Regions from separate parts of the Mus musculus genome. Here region 1 is linked to region 2. A link is a contact called in public Micro-C data. All regions are on one chromosome and are shown on one strand. Each heading gives the region's core, a stretch centred on a gene start, on an enhancer-like site or on the middle of the called end of the contact. The rest is flanking DNA. Distances are from core to core; before and after follow the strand shown.

What was found. Hi-C and Micro-C count contacts between places; a contact is called where the count stands out from the background.
Region 1: a Micro-C map of embryonic fibroblasts shows a contact between it and region 2, with 3 times the contacts expected there. The contact joins the promoter of Sfmbt2 here to the enhancer-like site in region 2. A contact is called at or near these places in 12 of 484 Hi-C or Micro-C datasets (B cells, Sertoli cells, embryonic fibroblasts and 3 more) and 4 of 115 datasets of contacts at active chromatin or transcription factors (embryonic stem cells and trophoblast stem cells).

What each region holds. Positions count from the first base shown.
Region 1 is chr2:10,368,913-10,371,971 of GRCm38.p6, forward strand. Sfmbt2 (Scm-like with four mbt domains 2) reads left to right here and starts at 1,539. Exons shown (of 23, transcript NM_001198808.1): 1 at 1,539-1,640.
Region 2 is chr2:10,298,882-10,302,062 of GRCm38.p6, forward strand. No RefSeq gene overlaps it. Among named protein-coding and RNA genes, the nearest start is that of Gm31496, 7.1 kb to the right of the region's middle. Within about 2 kb of position 1,565, at least 63 of the 459 cell types and tissues checked have an H3K27ac peak or open chromatin away from gene starts, as enhancers often do. A contact at or near this core is called in embryonic fibroblasts, embryonic stem cells and trophoblast stem cells, where this site is marked.

The DNA.
Region 1 (3,059 bases), core at 289-2,788, 70 kb after region 2:
TAGATACAAAGAGTCTGTGGAAAGTGGATTCTTCCTTGCTTTTGAAGGAAATGAGCATGTAAAAAAAAATGACTACATGCGGCTCAACAAATACACAACACTTATTTATTACTTATAACGCAACAAGATTTAAACCACTACATGCCTCTAATATAAATATAAACACACAGTTTTTTTTTTTAACCTTGTAAGTTCTCATGACATGATTCTTAGGAATTTACAGAATATAAAGGAGAAACTTTTCCTCTGTGAACTTTTCTAATTTTTTTCTGTGACATTAGAGAAATGGAAGAGCATATACATATCTTACAGTTAACAAAACTAATTTAATTACTTTTTAACACAGTGGTGAAATGAATGGCTTAGCCAGAATTTAGGAATGCAAGAGCATATATAGTCAGTGCTATCAGAGACTTATTTGAAGGGAGATTTTTCAGAAAGTGTTAATTATTTTTTAGTGAATCACTTAGTACTATTAATCGTGAGACTGAACATGACTTCTCCTGAGTTGGAGTGCATTTTGTCTTTGGAAAGGCAGTCTCTGCTTTCTCTACTTCTTTATTTCTTGGCAGTGGTTACTGTTTTATTGATTTGGAGTGGGTCCCGCATTTGGAGTCACACATCCCTAAAGGGTCTGGTTGTGAAATGAAAGTGGAAATTAGACGGCATTGGAACGGGACGAAGGAGTACCTTTAACTTCGGAGGGAACCTGCTAGCCACTTTTCATTGCCTTTTGGGTGCCCTGGGATAAAAGTGGGAGGTGGGTTAAAAAGAAACAAAAAACAAAACAACAACAGCAGCAGGAGCAACGATCACAAAGAAAAGCCAAAGGACATAAGAAAAGCCATGTGCCAAGAGTGAATTAAAAGTAAAGGATATTGAACTTGGAGACCGTTTGCTGTAGACATCATTGGAGTAATTTGTGTAAACAGTGCGGCCACTACGTGCAGTGACAGCGCAATGTTTTTTATTTCTTAATCATGACAGGTAGATAGATAAATACACAAATGAATGAATGAATGAATGGGTGGGTGGAACTCCGCGCCATTTGCTATAGATCCTTGGGCAGAATTACATAATGTGGGTCTGAATATCAACCATATAGAGATTGCTTAATTACTTTGTCGAATCAGGTAAGATAATCAGGTGTGTGTTTAAAAATTTTGATGGAACAACGTTCAGTGGGCAATCGTAACTTTAAACCAGGAAATAGACCCGCAACCCTTACCGCGTTGGTAGGTTACAACTCAAGCCTCGTGGCTGGTGGACTGATAAAATTCTATTTCCTTCCAAAGGGGAGCTGCCCGGAAGTCCTGGTAGGGAAGCTGGGAGCTAGGTGGGCGGTCTAGGACGCACAAAGGAGTTCTGCTGCCTAAGGCGTCCAACGCAACCACAACCTGAGGCTTTGGAGAGTTGGGTTGGACAACCTAGTGTGAGTTGAGAGCTATTCCGGTCTAAGAGTGCTTTGCGCTTGGTTATTGGGGGGAGGAGGGAGGGAAGGGGGAAGGACAGGACCCTGACCACTCCCCTGGACGGAAGCGCAGGTTGGGTCTTGTGGGTCTAAGCCTCTAAAGGTGACTTTGAGCCTCTTTCCCACCTCTTTCTGAAGGATCAGCTGCGAGTTGAAGGAGTGAGAAGAGGTAAGTTGGGACTTTGAGACCTAAACCTGGACATACACTCTGGAATCCTCGGATTCTTCACCTGAGACCACCTTGGGTTAATAAAAGAAGCAGTTGCGGGTGTAGATGGGATGAATAATGTTCAGGGACGGGATTAATTTATTTTTGAGAAGTTTCTGCCGTCAGGAGTCTCCGACCTTAAGGATGATGAGCTCAAAAAATACATTGGTGTTCCTAAGAGTTGGACACCGGGAAGCTAGCTTCGGGAGTGGCAAACTCCGGCGGGTGATAAAAGTGTGAACCTCAGAGAATACTGATAAGCGAATGACTGGGGCCTTCAGGGTCTTAGATGGCTCTGTACTAAACGGAGGTGTATGGGCAAGGCGAGACGCTTTAGAGCTAAAGAATTCTCTAAAATGTGAAGGAAATATTCTCAGACTGGCAGGGCTCAGTCTTTTGTAACTTCCACCACGCTTTCCGAATCTCTGACTTTCGCCCACCATTCCCTCCCACCCCCCACCCCTGAGGCCCAATAATGGCGAGAGCCATTTCTGCGCTTCTCCCTTCTAGATTCTTCCAGATGACCTAAAGCCTCATAGTTGGTGATGTCTCCCGCGCAAAGTTAGCCTCTGGCCCCGTCACTCTATTGGCGGTTCCTAGCCCTCACCACTCCCTAGGGAACCACGTGTGGGAATTTCGCTGGGATGTTAGGATCAGGGAGGGTGACTAAAAATCTCAGTATGTAGTTGTTTTTTCGGAGAGTGGTGTAAGGGATAGGTGGGCAATAGAAGACTACGGAGTGGAAGATTTTTTTTTTTTTTTGAAGTCGGGGTTGTAAAGGCAAAGACCTTGAGCAATTGTGTCTTCTGTTTCCTAGTCGATAGAACCAGCTCTATATTCGCTCTACTGCTTCCCAGCTTCATAAACGGTGAGTTTTGTCTACCTGGGCATCTCCAGCTTTTCTGTATAGGGGACATTTCGTTTGTGTTCCGTACCACCATTGCGCCCAAGGCCCGGGAAGCTCATTAGCCCTTGCGCCACGCCCGTGAAAAAGTGCGGGTAGACCCCGCAGATCAGATTGGGCGGATCTTCCGCTCCATTCCTATAGATCATGAAGGACCTGGTTTTTCTTGATATGGGCCAGGGAAACCCCACCCTACGGGAACCTGTCCTGGCCAGGTGTCCCACCAGAAGCCCAGCGAGCTTCGTCACTCGCATTCCTGTAGATTGCAGCTGGTAGATCCCCGGCAGTCCAAACTTAACTCCCAGCATTTTTGGGTGTGGTACGGGCCCAAAGAAAACCTCTTCTTCTCTCCCCCAAGAACAGATTTTTTTTTTTTTGAGAGTCTTCATATAAAAGCACAATTAAAGTACAGGGTGGGGTAGACCAGACGGGACCTTCGATTTTGTTTTTAGGGTCCCCCATTCTCCTCACTTCAA
Region 2 (3,181 bases), core at 315-2,814:
GCCTTAGACACCAGTGTCCTTATAATGGTGGCAGTCTGGTTTACTAAGCCCAGAAAAAAAGCTTAGAAGCCCAGGAAACACGATGTGAAAGCAACTATTCTGTGTAGAATCTCTGCCTCTCCAATTTCAGGTGGAGAATCCACGCTTGTGGAAATCCAGCCAGAAGGGGAAGGTAGGGGTGCAAACTTTCAGAGATGAGGAGGGGAGATGCACGGTACCCCACAACCCAGTTCCTTACTACAACATGAGAGATCCGGACTCTAGTCCAAGAAGCCCCTCTGCTTTGTATGTTTGCTACTACAGCAGACTTTGCTGTCCCGACCTTTCAAACCTGTTCCTGAGCTGTTCGTGAGACACTGCAAAGCCTCAGCTAAGGGATGTGGCCATGTTGCCCTCTGTAGAAACTGACCCTGCTTTCCTCACCCTCGGGGCCACACGCTTGTGGGACAGAGTCAAGCATAGTCCCAGGAAGGGCAAAGAGCATCACTGTGACAGAAACTAGGTTGAGCTGTCATTGGTTCAAGGACTGCTTTTAAATCCCCAGCGCCTCGTGTCCTTTGTCTTGACTGGCTTTATGCTTAACATTGAAAGGAAATGAGTTGAGGGGAGAGTCACTGTCCCCACCACCTCCCCCAGAGACACCAATATTGACTAAGACTAAAACAGCAAACAGTATCAGATAACCTACTAAAATAAAGCAGGGAAAGCCATTATGCTTTTCCTTTATTGATCCCATTCCTGCTGTCTACATGGGGGGACGGGGGATAAACACAATGTACATTGTTGAAGCTGGAACTCTCTAAGGCCACAACAACATGTTGTTAAAAAGCAATACATTTATCAGTGCATGGGAAACAAGCCATTACACAGAGCTGGGCCCCTGTTGAATAGTGTAGTGATGTGCTTAACACCCAACGGACAATGCTGAGTGGGACAACGACATAGGCATAGTAAAAGCACATTTAAGAAATTATCGAGCAGGCCTCTTCTGAATGGCTAAAGTAGGCGCTTTTGTTGTTTGACCTTGTATAAGTTCTGATACATCTTTATAACAGGAATATCTTTAAATAGATACTGACAATACAGTCCATGCTAGTTTTCTGTATGAAGTTCATGAAATATTGGTCAGTCGACGAGTGGAATCTGTTAGGATAACACTTGGTGTTGATGTCTTTAATTCTGGTTGTTCTGCGGATTGATAAATCATGACTGCATAGAAAGCAATCGTCAGGCTGGAGATGTGGCTCAGTTAGCAGAATTCTTAGCCACATTTTACTCATACCTGGTTTGGGTAGATATGATCAGGCAGGCACTTGGCTAACAAACGGACCAGATAGATGACGACATATAAGCTCAGCTTTGATTTTGACTCAGGTATTGTCAACAAGTGTTCACATCTGTTCTTCCTGTCGGCCAGGTACTGTGTAAGAACATGGCACGAAGGAGAACAGAAAAATTAGGGAAGATCTCTTTAGTCTGCTGTAGAAAACACTGCTTGCAAGTATCTCAGCTTCTCTTCCTGTAGCAAGAGGGTCAAGGCAGTGCACGTGGCTGCCCACAACGCCCCCTCGTGGCTAGTTCTCATAAATGAAACACAGGGAAAAACAACTCAAAATTCTGATGGCGATTATGAGTGTAAAATATTTTATGGGTCTGATCGGGATTAGATGAAAACAAATGAAAATTAAATTATCCATTTTAATTTTGTTTCAGTCTATTTAATGGAATAATGGAATTACAAGATTTCCTCTTTTACTTAATATTCTGTGATCCAATTTGTAAAATGTGAAGTGAGAAGAGGGAAAAATATGATTTTAGTTTTAGTTCAGTGTCATTATTACTAATTTCTTCACAGTTCCGTTTCCAAACCATTTTAAAACTCAAGTTTAGAGTACTGCACTGGTCACTTTCCTTGCTGCTGTGACAATAGCTAAGGCAGGCAGACAGGCTGGCTGGCTGGCTGGCTCAAGGAAAGGCTTCTCTCAGCTCCCAGCCCCCAGCTCCCAGCTCTAGGGCACCGGTCCCTGGGAGTTTACGGAGCTTATGGCGCATCAGCACAGCAGCTGGTCACATGGCTCTAGTTAAGGAAGGGCGGGCTTCTCCCAGCTCTCAGCTCCAGGGCGCTGTCCCAGGGAGGTGATGGCGCAGGAGCACGCGGCAGCTGGTCACGTGGTGTCCACAGTGGGGACTCAGGAGAGACAATGCTGCTGTCTTTTGCCTTTTTTTGCTCTAAGAGCCCAGTTTAAGCAATGTTGGGGTGTGTCTTCTCCGTCTCAATCTCCCTAGTCTAGAAAATTCCTCCCGGCATACGCTTAGGTTTGTGTCCACATGACTCTAAATTCCAACAAGTTGACAAGATTAACGGGCATTATGAACATGAAAATATTAAAATGTAAAACCTAAATCAATATATCTATTAAAGCATGTTAAATTTCCTGTGGCCAATTCTCACATGAATTTTTCTAGACTTTCTCTTTTTTTAATTATTTATTTAATTTTTATTGTCTTTTTAACTACAGAAGAAAATGTCTTTCCATTAACTTGTCATTTTTCTAGGCTGTAAGGACGGCTGTATCCAGAGAAAACTAACTCGAACATTCTTTAGTCCACATTCCTGTTTTGCTGGTTCCTAGGCAGGAGTCTTGACTCTGAGGTACTGATGAAGTTGACCTTATTTGGTCACAGTGGAGTGGGGGGGGGGGGGTGGAGAAGGAGAAAAAGGAATGAGTCAGACGGCCCTTCTGGCAAGAGGGGTGGCCCTTTCCTTGGGTTTTTGATAATACCTATGGCTGTTGAAGAGGGGGGAGAAGCAGGGACCCAGAGTATAATGGAGAAGAAGTCTTGGCCAAGCTGTTTTCTGCTTAATCCTTATCTCAGGTCTGGTTCTACAGGGTTCTGCTGGCTCTGGGGACATCAGTTTTGCTTGAGGGGACAATCTGGCTTCATTGTGATGCAACGGCTTCCTGCAAAACTTGCTGAGATAATTTGAGGAGAGGTAACACAGAGACAAAAGCTGACCACAGGAGCCCTGAGTCTGGCAGGAAAATTACCAGAGCCTCCCTTAGGACAGGACAAGCAGAGGACAATTTTGAAGGACTTCCGGACACTGTCTCTTCTATAGACCACACTTAAAGCCTTAAAGCTTCTGTTACCCTATGTCTTACTGCTACAGAGTCAGGAA